2 separate regions of the Macaca mulatta genome follow, and region 1 is linked to region 2. A link is a contact called in public Hi-C data. All regions are on one chromosome and are shown on one strand. Each heading gives the region's core, a stretch centred on a gene start, on an enhancer-like site or on the middle of the called end of the contact. The rest is flanking DNA. Distances are from core to core; before and after follow the strand shown.

Region 1 (6,680 bases), core at 3,271-5,770, 150 kb before region 2:
AGATCTCACATGAACTTGCTCATCATCAAGGGGATGGTGCTAAGCCATTCAGGAGGGACCCACCCCCATGATCCAGTCCCCTCCCACCAGGCCCCACTTCCAACACTGGCGATTGCATTTCAATATGAGATTTGGAGGAGACAAACAACCCATATCAGGTTGTATGGTCATTTTGACAAAACCGATTCTTCCAATCAATGAGCATGGGATGTTTTTCCATTTGTCTGTGTCATCTACAATTTCTTACATCAGGGCTTTGTAGTTCTTATAGAGATCTGTCACCTCCTTGGTTAAATACATTTCTAGGTGGATTTTTTCTTTTTTTGAAGATAGCTTTCTTGATTTGGTTTTCAGTTGGATCATTATTGGTGTATGGAAATGCTCCTCATTTTTGTACATTGATTTTGTATTGACACTTTACTGGATTATTTGTCAAATTTAAGAGGTTTTTGGTGGCATCTTTAGGTTTTTCTAAAAATAAGAGAGATCATGTCATCAGGGAATAGGGTATTTTGACTTTTCCAATTTGGATGCTTCCATCAAGTCTCATTAATTTAAGAAATACAGCCAGGCACAATGGCTCATGCCTGTAATCTCAACATTTTGGGAGGCCCAGGTGGGAGGACCATCTGAGGCCAAGACTTTGCAACCAGCCTGAGCAATACAGTGAGATGCTAACTCTAAAAATAAAAATAAAAAATTAGGCTAGCCTGAGCCAGGCTCAGATGTTCTTTCAGCATTTCTTGGCAACGAATAATTTTTAATTAAGGTGTATACATTGCTTTTTTACAATGTCATTGCACACTTAACGACTACAGTATATTGTAAACATAACTATATGCACTGTGAAACTAAAAAAAGAAAAACAAAAGAAATACATTTTGTAAGGCTGTAACTACCATAGACAGTGATCAGATTCTTCTGATAGATCTGAGCAAAGTAAATTGAAAACCTTCTGGAAAGGATGCATCATTCTAGATGCCATTAAGAAAACTGATGATTCATGGGAGGACGTCAAAATACCAACATTAACAGGAATGTGGAAGAAGCTGATTCCAGCCCTCATGGATGATTTTGAGGGGTTCAAGACTTCAGTGGAGGAACTAACTGCAGATGTGATAGAAACAGCAAGAGAACTACAATTAGAAGTGGAGCTAAAACTTGAATGGATGAAAAGCTGCTTCTTATGGATGAGGAAACGAAGTGGCTTTTTTTTTTTTTTTTTTTTTTTGAGACAGGGTCTTGCTCTGTTGCACAGGCTGGTGTGCAGTGTCACAGCTCACTGCAGCCCTGACCTCCCCGACTCCAGCAATCCTCCTGCTTCAGCTTCCCAAATCACCACGCCCGGCCAACCTTTATATTTTTTTTTAATGAGATTTTGCCATGTTGCCGACGCTGTTCTTGAATTCCTTGGTGCAAGCAATCCTCCTGCTTCAGCCTCCCAAACTGCTGGGATTATAAGCGTGATCCCGTTACACCTGGACAGAAAGTGGCTTCTTGAGACGGAATCTACTCCTAGTGAAGATGACGTGAATATTATTGAAGTGGCAACAAAGGACTCAGAATATTACAAAAACTTAGTTGATAAAGCAATGATAAGCAACTTAGATAATAGTTGATAAGCAATTAGTTGATAAAGGGTTTGAAACAACTGACTCCAATTTTGAAAAATGTACTATGGTGAGCAAAATGTTATCAAATAGTATCACATGCTAAAGTGAAATCTTTCATGAAAGGAAGAGTCCATCGATGCGGCAAACTTCACTAATGTCTTATTTTAAGAAATTGCCTCAGCCATCCCAAACTTCACCAACCAACCCTTATCAACCACCCTTACTCGTCAGCAGCCATCAACATGGAGGCAAGACCCTCCACCAGCAAAAAGATTACAACTCTCTAAAGGCTCAAATGTTCTTTAGCAATTTTTAGCAATAAATAATTTTTAAATTAAGATATATACATTTTTAGACATAATGCCATTGCACACAATAGACTACAATATATTGCAAACATAACTTTATATGCACTGTGAAACTAAAAAATTTATGTGACTCACTTATTTCGCTTTATTGTAGTGGTCTAGAACCAAAGCCACAATCTCTAAGGTATGTCTGTACATGTATTTATAGATAAAGCAAATATGGCAAGATACCAACAAACGTTTTATCTACAGGATCATGATACAAGTGGTTTACTACTACCAGATTTTCTGCATACTCGAAATTGTCTGATAATAAAAAGTGGGAGGTGGGGGGAAACAGCTCCAATTCTATAGGGAAAGAGAAAATCAACCTGAAACCAACGCTGTAAGAAATGCAGAGTATCAAACATGACTTTATTTTAATACAGCACCTATTAGTTTACCCCTTTGGTACCAATAAAGTAAATGAGAAACAAAAGCTCCACCTAAAACATTGCTTAAAAGATTCAATCTCTAATGCAATCCAATTATTTAAGATAAGTCTTTAACAGCTAGTTTCTCAAAACAGGCACATGGATAACCATTCTATAATGATACCAGATACAACATAATTCAATAAGATTCAACATGTTTATATTTTAACCAAACAACAAATCAATCTGTAAACCATCCACGTTAACTTTGTAATTTCACTTTTTCTCCATAGAGATTGCAAGATCACAAATTTTCTTCAACTTGATAATATACTAGGAAAATTACGGCCTAGTATAATTGGGCATCAATAGATTTGTTAAACATTTGCAATTATGCACAAAGCTTCAATTACTCAAGGAAATGTATCGACTTTTTTTCAGTACAGAGCTCTGGCTCCTTATTTTTTCCTCTCACCATAGTTTAAAAAAATACAAAACTCATGCTAAAATGAGAATTTTCAGTTAGCTTATAAACACTGATTAGTAGCACTCCATACAAATGAAAAAAGAATCACACCATCAAACTTTCTACGATATTAAAATTTGACATCAAACTAAAAAACATTGCATAAGACAACTAACAAATCACTAAATTGCCACATAATCCAGCAACAAATTTTGCAACAAGGAAATCTCAAGCAAATAACCCAACTGTGAGTTCCCTTTGGGCATCAAGGTCAAACTACAAAAGTAAATTTGTAACTTTTCAAGATCTATGCTGTTTTACCAAATGTATTTCTTTTTTGTAAGAGAGTAATTTTTTCTGTCCAGTACTAGTACGCAAAAAGTAAAGGTATCTGAAGCCATCCTTTAAATTTTTTTTTTTAAGCCAAGAAAATGGTTTGGCAAAAGACATCGAAGATCTTACTTAAGGAAAACTAAACTGCGTCTATGTGTTTAGAATTTGTCCCATTAAAGAAACTGCCCAGTTAGTCTCATTTTCTCAACGTATTTATTTTTGCAAGAAATACTGTCTTCGAACCAAGCCTTCCTGGATTACTAGCTTCATGACCTTGGACAAATGCCTTAATCTCTCTGGGCCTCAAGTTTTCATCTGTAAAATGGGGCGATATACCCACTTCACTGGGCTGGGAAGATGAAGAGAAATAAGACATAACAACTGCCGGGCGCAGACTAAGGGCACCGTAAGTGCTACCTAAATATTCCGTGAAAAGGGGGAAACAACATTACATCAAAAGATTACCACACTATGACAGTGCAAAGACAAGCACTTTTTCGTTCACTGCATGTACCATTTCTGCTTCATCGCAAGACCAGCTGCAACCTTCCTTCTAAAATCTCTGCAGGGTACGTGTCTGACAGCTAACAGCCCAGCAGCCTATTTCGCGCTGACCTGGGCTTCAGGACGGGATGTAGGGGGCCCAAGGTCCGCCCTCCCTCAGTTAGGCAATCACCCAGCGAAATCTCCGCCCCTGGAGCGGCGCTTAGGCCGCCGCCAGCCCCCTCCCGGCGCCCAGCCCGCGGCCCCCCACACACACGCGCGCGCGCGCGCACACACACACACACACAAACACACACACACACACAAACACACACACACACACAAGCGCACACGCGCACGCACGCACACACGCACGTACCGGCAGCTCCGCAGGGACGTAGAGAGCCGCAGGCCCAAGGAGGGGCCGCCCCCGCCGAGCCCGCCCCTCCGCCCCAGCGCGGCCTGTCACCGCGGCCCCCGGTCGGGGGCGGCCGCGGGGCCCCCGGGGGCCGGAGGGGCGCGCGAGGAGTCGGGCGCGGGCCTCGGGGCCAGGCCCGTCCCTCTTTCACATGAAGCCTGGGCCGGGCGGGGTGGCGGGCGCGTCAATCCTCGCGGCCGGCCGGGTCCTCCTGGCGCTCCTCGGTGCTTCTGGCCGCTGCAACCCCGAGGCCCGCGGGGAGTCGGGCAGGAAAGGGGGAAGCCGCGGGCCCGCGTCGCCAGAGACCGGAGAAGAGGCGGGAGTGGCGACTCCGCGGACAGGGGAGCCGAGCTTCCTGGTCGTAGTCTTCGTCGCCGCCGCGGGCCGTGCAATCCCCGAACGCTGCGCCCACCCGCCGCGGCACCCTCGTCAGGCGCCGCCGCTGAGGGCAGGCAGCCCGGCCGCCACTACACACGGACTCGTGACGTCGGGCGTAGCGCGGCGCACGTCACGGCCGCTCGCTCGTGCGCGCGCACCCCTCCGCCCGCCGGTAGCGGAACCCGTCGCGGGCGCGCGCCCGGCTCTGGGGAGTGGGTCGGCGCCTGCGCAGAGGCCCGCCACGCCCACACACACGCCCGGCCCCCACCGGCCTGACGGCGCGGGGATTCCCAGTCCTGGCTCCGCCCCGGCCTCGGCCCCGCCCCATGGCCTCGGGCAGCCTGCGCTGTTCCGTGTGCGCGGCGCATACGCACCTGGGTTGTCTCGATCCCAGACATCCGAGTAGATCCCGTGAAAGGTCTCCCACGTGGGTTGCGGACGGGGCCCAAGGGTAGCAGAGCTAGCAGAGGCAGTGACGGACTGAGTCTGTGGCAGGTCGTTTGCAAAGAGAAAAGCCATCTGCCTCTTAATTTATGGCTCAAGTTTCAGAATTTTATTCCCAAGGGACTTTAGAAATTACTTCAGGCTTGCCACCTAACCTTAAACCACCCCCTTGGAGACCGGCTAAGTGTTATTTGTGTTTTCTGTTTAGTTTTTTATCACCATCGATACTTGGTTGTAACAATGGTTGTGTACATTGGTTGGCCCAGCAAGTATTACTTCTCCAGCTTAACAGATGTGGAAACTTCAGCCCAGAGACATGAGTTGACACTCCACCCCCAAAGCTAGAGTCTAAAACCCTTTCCTTCGCTCCTCATCGCCCACAGGATAAAATGCAAATTAATCAGACTAGCGGTGAGGCCCTCCGTGGTGTGCCTAACCGGCATCCCGAGGTTTTCACCCTACTTTGATCCAGAAAGCATCTTTCCGCCCCCTCTCTTCTCCCTTCCTTAAATACCCCTTACAACTTCCTGTACCATTCCTCCCTGTTTAGCTTCTACTTGGTTTCTTGGTACATGCTGGATCCACCCCTTTCATGCCTATTCCAGACCATATTTCCACTGCAGCATTTGAGATGAGAGAGATGGGAATGGGACTCACCGACCCAGAGGTAAGGAGCTATCCCAACTTGGGTTGATGGTCAAGGGACCTGGCACTTGTGCGGCAGAGACTGAGGGAGAAACTGTTGTGCAGTGTCAAACTATCTCTGGGTTTCCTCCAGGAATCTTTATTACAGATTCATTAACAGAGGTGTCAAAGGCACAGGAACAAGGATGTGCACCTCAGAAACACAGAGCTCAGTGGAAAATCAGTTTGCTTCTATTTGTTTAAAAAATGGAGGACTTTTATGCATAAATCTAAGACCTTCTTGAATCTAACATTCAAAGATCCGTATGCCACAGAAAGGAGGGTCTCAGAATGCCTGAGGATAGTATTTAAATCTGAAACATCGATATTGTTCGCCACAGTTATAGGGTCACCACAAACCAAGCATTCAATAAAAACGTGTTTGTTTACTAAGTAATCCAGAGATAAATTTTTTCCCCTCATAGTTCTGCTCATTTCTCCACTTCCTTCCCTCATTTACCACCCCTGGGGACTTCATTCACCTCTGGGTTCCTCAGAAACATCCCATGCTTATAGTTATAATAGATATTCTTTCTTTTTTGCCATTCTCTTTTATATTGGTGACTTTTCCTCTTGCTTAGATGTTAAATCTCTGACATCTTTGGTTGTTTTAGTATATATGATTACAAATTAGTGATCTTGGGATTTTTTTCTTGATGAAACCATCATTCAATGAATATTTTTTCACCTTCCTACTCTGTACCTGAGATTACAGTGATAAAATTATATAGTCCCCACTGCCCAGGAACTCAGAATCCTGTGAGGAAGGCAGACAGGTAAATGGAAAATGATAACACACTGTGACCTGCATCATGGGAGGCATGTGTATCAGGTGCCACAGCGGCAAGAGGAAGATGTCACAGGTGTGCCTGGGGAAGTGAGAGATGACTTCAGAGAGGAGATGTGGCGTGTTCCTTTCCTGTTGCTGCATAACAACAAACCGCCACAGACTTAGTGACTTAAAACAGTGTCAGTTTATTAGCTCCCAGTTATATGGATCAGAAGTTTGCACAGGGGCAAGGTTGAGTTCTCTACTCAGGGTATATTGCAAGGCTGAAATCAAAGTATCAGCTGGGCTGACTTCTTGCAAAGATCTTCCAAGCTCGTTCTTCTTTTAGGCACAATTCAGTTTTCTGTGGT
Region 2 (7,306 bases), core at 4,457-6,956:
CTGCACTCCAGCCTGGGACAGAGCAAGACTCTGTCTCAAAATATATAGATATAGATAGAAAGATACAAAATATATATAGTAAAATCTCAAGTAAAGTTAAAATATATACACATCATATACATGGGACAGAATGAAACTGCAGGAGAAATAATGTGAAAAGGCTCACAGTCATTTCTGTAGTTGGAGTATGCTGGTTTTAATTTTTTTCTTTAAACCTTACAGACACAGGAGCACCTCAACTTCTTATGGGGTTATAGCCTGATAAACCCATAGTAAGTTGAAAATATCATTAAGCCAAAAATGCATTTCATACATCTAACCCACTAAACATCACAGCTTAGCCTAGCCTACCTTAGATGTGCTCCAAACAGAGGTAAGGTCTACAGTTGGACAAAATCACCCAACACAAAACCTATTTTATAACAGAATGTTGAGTATCTCATGTAATTTATTGAGTACTGTGAAAAACAGAATGGTTGTATGGGTACTCAAAGTATGCATACAGCACTTGCAACATCCCAAAGTTGAAAATTTTTAAGTCAAACTATTGTTTAAGTCTGGGACAGTCTGTGATTTCCAAATTTTCACAAACAGGCACATTTATTGATTTAGAATCCATATTATTTAAAAAAAAAAAAAAGATGCTTAGGGTGACCTGAACTTGTAACTGCACCAGGAGGCCATGAGATGACTACCCTACTGTGTTCTAAACTGTCAGTGGTTAATCTCCGAATACTGTTTCCAAAGTGGAAACTTAAAATATCACACACTAAATGCACTGACTGTAACAACATACACATTATTAAGTAACTTCCAACTATCATTAATTAAAATACTGGAATTTACTCTGAATGTTTAAAAGCACAGAAAAATACCTGAGTGACATCAAAATATATGAGCCTTTTCCAAACCCACATTTAGTTCTCTGACCTCCCCTACTCCTTACTGACCCCACTTCAGTTACACTGGCTCCTTGAAGCCATCAAGCACACTCTCACCTTGGGGTCTTTGCCAGGGAAGTTCTTCCCCTAACGTCCATATCCACACGGCTATTCCTTTGCCTCCCTTCACACCTTGGTTCAAATGCCACTTTCTTAATAAAAGGCCTATATGGTCCCTATTTAACACCAAAGCCTGACCTCCATCCTTTGTTCTGTTCTAATTATGTTTTCTTCACAGCATGTTACCTTCCAGCAAACTACACAATTAAAAAAAAAAGTTTATTGCTGAATGTCTTTCTCCCCCTACTGGAAAAACATACCTAAGAAGAGAAAGATTTTAACTTCTAGTCACTGATAAGTCCAAAGCACCTGCAAAAAGAGTCTGACACATATTAGGCGCTCAATAAATACTTGCTGAATGTATGATATGCTGTCAAAGGACAGAGTCAATAATATAATCTCTAATCATACCTACTAAAAATTGGACAATTTTCTGCATATGTGTAATCAAGAAAAATATAAGGCACAGAAAGTTCTTAAATCTTTCCATCTTTATCATTCCTATTTGTTTCAGTCATGTCTACTGAAGACTTAAGGTGAATTTATTGAAAAATTTCCCAATTTTATCTTGTTAACATGATGTATAACCAGAAAGGCAAATAAAGCAGTTCTGAAATATTTATGTATTAGGCCAAATATGTTAAAATGTACACAAAACCCAATACTATTCCGTATTATTAAACAGAAACAGCTCTTAAAATTATATTTGCGGGCCAGGTGTGGTGGCTCACGCCTGTAATCCTAGCACTTTGAGAGGCTGAGGCGGGCAGATCACTTGAGGTCAGGAGTTTGAGACCAGCCTGGCCAACATGGTGAAACCCTGACTCTACCAAGAAAACAAAAATAGCTGGATGTGGTGGCCTGTGCCTGTAGTCCCAGCTACTCAGGAGGCTATGAGGTGGGAGGATGTCTTGGGCACACGAGGCGGAGGCTGCAGCGAGCCAAGATCTCACCACTGTACCTCCAGTCTGTGTTACAGAGCCAAGACTGTCTCAAAAAAAAAAAACAAAAACATTATTACATACTTTATACACACCATAACAGTTCAAAATGAGAAGGGCAAATGCTGACATAAATTTTGACAGGTGATAACCCCTGTAACCTTCAAGTGGTATTCCTTCAGAGTGCAAATGCTCAATGCCCCACTACAACATTATTGCAGAATAGGGAAACTTAGCCAAATATCAAAGGCCAGGCCCATTTCTGAATCAATACGCACAGTTGAAAGCTGCCCAACATTTGAAATGTGACCCAATCAGAACGTATTTCACTGTGATTTCAACAGTAACCAGACCACCCCTATTTATTTTTCAAGCAGTTTTCTATTAACTTATGCTCCTTTTCTCTCAGAGATTAAACCCTAAACTGTCACAGAGATTCTGTAACTCCTATAACATAACAGGTCTCACAGAATGCAAGGGAAAAGCCCTCCCAAAGATGTTGGTTAGCCAATACCTCTGAATGACGTTCTACACTTCCAGTGTCTGATCCGGAGTGTTGCTCATTTACATCATCCTCACCGTCTGACCCTGAATCTCGTTCATCCTGTACTGGGGTAGCACCACCATCATCTGATTAAAAACAAAACAAAAACCAACTTATGGTGTAAGATGAATGACATCTACAGTGAAATGAACACACTGAATCAAGAATAACGTAAATGCAAAAGTTACCACTGAGGAAGCATAACTAAAGATGCTAATATTTTGAATAAGACAATACTCATACAAATACCAACAATCCTAACACGTACTGTGAAATATGTGGCAGCAAAACTACACCATAAAAACAATTTGTAGCTTAAGAAACAACACTAAACACCAAGTCAACAATTTATTTCAACTTCATGTTAAAATTGGGTCTGTCTTTCTCTACAGGGCATTTACCACCTTCTAATATTACTACCTGAAGTTATTTTGTTTAATGTGGGTCTTCTTCACTTGAATGAAAGTGCCACAAGAACAGGGATTTTGGTTCACTGCTAAATCTCTGGAGCCCAGAACACTGCCTAGTACCTGATATACAGTAAGTATTTGTTTACAAATGAAGAACACAAGGAACTCCAGTCCAAAACTACTGAAAATTTCTTCAAGAAAAGCATATATAAAATTGTAAATAAAAACTGTTACCCAACTTTCTTTAATATTTTTGTTGAAATGGGGTCTTGCTATGTTGTCCAGGCTGGTCTCAAACTCCTGGCCTCAAGCGATCCTCCTGCCTTTGCCTCCTAAAGTGCTGGGATTACACCCAGCCCCAATGCTTTAAAAATACAGAGTAAAATCGTATTGAGAGGAAGTTAGGGTTGAGAAGATAGGAAGACTTAACAGTTTTATAAAAATAAGCAAGTTTTAAAAAATGTAGTCAACTACAGGAAAACCAAAACGTTCTATAAGAATGAAATCACATTCTCCTTTAGGCAGCCACATGGAGGGGGGGGAAGAAGAATCATTATGATACTATCGTATTAATGAGCTAATCTACTTAGCTAAGAAGAATATACGGTCATGACAAAAATAATAGTTTTGAAGTTTAACAATTATGCTGCAACAGTGGGAAGACAGGGGAGAAGGGGGCACATAGGCTAAAATGTCCTAGCATAACAGATCATTAGAGAATGCCTAAAAATGATGCAGCAAGAGAGTGAACGAATTAGGAATACACAGGTAAACACCCCAAACAGCTAAAAGAATGTGAAGTGGGTGGAGGGAGTAAGTCAGGGAACTGCTATTTTTCTGTTACCTCTTTTAGTACTTAACCTATGTACAAGTATTACATACAATTACTTTTTTTTTTTTTTTTTTTTTGCTCCTTTTGTCCAGGCTGGAGTGCAAATGGCGTGATCTCAGCTCATTGTAACCTCCACCCCCAGGGTTCAAGTGATTCTCCTGCCTCAGCCTCCTGAGCAGCTGGGATTACAGGCGCCCGCCACCACACCTGGCTAATTTTTTGTATTTTTAGTAGAGAACGGGTTTCACCATGTTGGCCAGGCTGGTCTCAAACTCCTGACCTCAGGTGATCCGCCCACCTCAGCCTCCCAAAGTGCTGGGATTACAGGCGTGAGCCACCGTGCCCAGTCCACTTTTTAAAAAGTAACTTAAAAACACAAATGAATGGAAAAAAAACTATTTTGAAAGTATCAGGAAAGTGTTTTTTTTTTTTTTTCCGAGACAGAGTCTTGCTCTGTCGCCCAGGCTGGAGTGCAGTGGTGTAATTTCGCTCACTTGCAACCTCTGCCTCCCAGGCTCAGGGCTCAAAGGATCCTCCCACTTCAGCCTCCTGAGTAGCTGGGACTACAGGTGTGCACCACCACACTAATTTTCGCATTTTTTTGTAGAGACGAGGGTTGGGGGTGGGAGGTAGGGGCGTGGCGGGGTGGGGGTGGTGTCACTATGTTGCCCAGGCTGGTCTCGAACTCCTGGGTTCAAGCCATTGGCCGCCTACGCCTCCCAAAGTGCTGGGATTACAGGCATAAGCCACCGCACCTGGCTTAGGAAGGTGTTTTTAAGCAGTGAATGCTTGGAAAACCCTTTGCAGTCATTACAATTCACTGTCCTATGTAAGGAAAAGCAATGAACTCAAAACAGTAAAGAGCTTAACGCTTAAACCATTGAGAACTCAAGTTTTTTTTTAATTTTTTTTTAATTTTCAATTTTTGTGGCTACATAGTGGGTGTATTTAAGAACTTTTGAGACAGAACCCCCAATACAACTAGCACACAAAGGGAAAGCAAACCCCACGTGTTTCCCACACCAGGTTCTGCTTCACTTATCCTTAATCTCAGGTGCCGAGCACCGTGCCAGCAGAGTGGGCCCCATTAAGAGTTTACAGAATAAACAAACAGTAAAGAAAGGAGACCAAACTTCGGTGAGGAAGGTGAGGAGAAAGAGGAACCGTCTCAAGGTGGAAGAAAGGCACAAAAATCACAAGTGCCAGAAGTGCATTCCTTACTCTATGCATGCATCTGAAACATGCGTCCTGCACTTATGTCCGGTGTTGCAGGCAAGATTAAACCACTCCCTTAGGAGTGAAAAGTGTAGGAAGGATCCCCCGCCCCATCGCCCCTTGGATTCTCCAACTACTCAACTACTGAAAACTCTTAACAGAAGATACCTCTCCTTCCCTAGCACTTTGCACACAATAGGAGCTTAATATACGAAAGTGACTTCCCAATTTCAGCAAAAACCTTCGCCGATTCAGAAGAAAGCTTTCCCACCAGAATCCCGTCTCCAACGTTCTAGCTTCGAGGCTTGCAGCCGGTCAGTGGGCTCTTGCCCTCCTCGGGCCGGGTCGCGGGAGGGAAGGTTTCGGGGGCCTCCTTGCCCCCACCCGCGGGGTGCCAGGCCGAGACCCGCCGAGTAACTGCTCCGCCCCCCAGCCCGGTCCCCCAGGTCCCTGCCCCACCTGATTGGTCGCCGCTGTAATATTCCGAGTCCATGGCAGGCGGACTCTCAGCGGGGAGTGTCCGCGCCCCGCGCCGCCCCCGTCACCTCCTTCCAGGCGGTGTGACCCCGGAAGGCGCGGCTGAGTGTTCAGAGACTCCCGCCCGACCGGAGAACTTAACGGGTGCGGAGAGTAAGAAAGCGGCAGCGGCAACGGCGAATGCTTTGACCTGGAAGCGGAGGCAGGCTGGCAGGCTGGCAGGCAGGCAGGCACGCGAGCCGGCGCTCTACTTCCTAGAAGCACCGCTGGGGCCAAAATGGCGTCTGCCCACGACCCTCAAAGGAATGCAGCGCGCAGGCGCCGCAACCCGTCAACCGGCCAATGAGAAGACGCAACAGCACTGACGCCAAGGCACGGCCGGAAAGGAGACTCCTGGGAAAACTGAGCTGGAGCTCGGGCTTTAATTAAATACCTTGCTCGGGTGGATCCCGGTCTGGCCCCCGTGGAAATAACGTTATCGTTTATTCTTTATCATTTTCTAGATTCTGTGTCCGTGCCTTGTTTGAAGAGCTTTTGAGATACTCTTCCGAAAAATGAAGACCCGCTCAAATGACTTTTCCGTCATTCAGCCAAACCACGGTGGTTCCCGTCAGGCCCCGAGGCGCCTCGTTCCCGCCCGCAGTAGGCGAGAAAGCGAGCGTTGCTCCCTGGGACTTGTAGTACGACGACCGCGAGCTGTGATGCGTTACTAACTGGCGCGAGCCACGGCGCCTCCTCTCCCAGCGTCTTCCTCTCTTTCATCCTTGTTAAGAAGCTATTTGGCCAGCAGTAAGAAGTACACATCTTTGCTTCCAGAAGGGTTCCCCTGATGAAACACCGAGGAAGGTGAAGTTGAACTTTACCTGAGCCCTGTGTTCCTAGAAAACAGCGGTGATTAAGAAACCCCTTCGTCTATTTGTGTGTCTGGAACGGCACACTGTGAAGAACCACCCATCGCCACGTGACTCGGATAAAACGCGTGCAGATGACCCCCTTGTTTGCCTGTGACGAGGACAAACAGACCTTTCCCCTTTATTCTGAGCCTGTTAATAAAGCCAGACAGACCTTAAATTCCTGCTGCTGATAATCGAGTAATTAGTTGAGATTAGAACACTCCCCCGACCCCAAACTAGTTAGAGAATATTTTCTGTTCACCTGACTGAAATTTATCCTGATTGCAAAACAATCCCAACTGTCAGTCATTCCACCTTCCTCCCTATAAAAGGCAAAACTGCGCTGCCAAGACACTGATCGTCTCTGGAGTGCTCTCCCTGTTGAAATAGGCTGAGTAAAATCTATTTCCTTACTTGTTCATTTTAGTCTTGGACAGGGAGGGGAACATTCTTGACTTTTGATGGGAGGAGGGCCAGTAGAGGTTTAAGCAAAGATTCCCCAGGAGGTGTAGACATGTAGAAAAAGAGCGTTTTGTTACTACTACAGATATCTGACCCTTCGTTAGCCAGTCAGAGTATGCTGGCAGAGCCCAATTATAGGCTCCTGAAGAGGACGTGGGAAGAGAAGAAAGGGGAGAAGTGGTTTCTCTCTGGAAATTCCCATTTTCCTGCAAGAGAGTTCACGGATATTCTTTTCCGATGTGGTGGAAACAGCATGGAATCCAAATTCCTTATTTTCAGCTGTGGGAATGGCAGCTTCTCAGGCAGTCTTGAGAATCAGAAGAACAAAGAATGAGCAATGCCCGACACCAAATCACTTGATAGAAGATATCAAGGCTCTAAGCCCTCTTCTAAAGGTGAGAGTATACCTGTGTAAATGTAGAGTACACCTGTGTAAATGGAGCAGGATTAAAAGATGAAAATTCCAGGAAGAGTTTCGGTGGAAGAGAACCTTTTAGTTTCACCAGAGATGTAAGTCCAGCAGTCAGGAAA

What was found. A called contact is a pair of places that touch in the nucleus more often than the background predicts.
Region 1: a contact with region 2 is called in a Hi-C map of cortical neurons, with 2.4 times the contacts expected there. The contact joins the promoter of MAP3K2 here to the promoter of IWS1 in region 2. A contact is called at or near these places in 2 of 14 Hi-C or Micro-C datasets (cortical neurons and fetal cortical plate).

What each region holds. Positions count from the first base shown.
Region 1 is chr12:9,898,347-9,905,026 of T2T-MMU8v2.0, reverse strand. It overlaps MAP3K2 (mitogen-activated protein kinase kinase kinase 2), which reads right to left and starts at 4,520. Exons shown (of 17, transcript XM_015109853.3): 1 at 3,996-4,520.
Region 2 is chr12:9,753,502-9,760,807 of T2T-MMU8v2.0, reverse strand. It overlaps IWS1 (interacts with SUPT6H, CTD assembly factor 1), which reads right to left and starts at 5,706. Exons shown (of 17, transcript XM_077956771.1): 1 at 5,403-5,706; 2 at 2,457-2,572. The coding sequence starts at 5,436. MYO7B (myosin VIIB) reads left to right here and starts at 5,781. Exons shown (of 48, transcript XM_077956735.1): 1 at 5,781-7,170.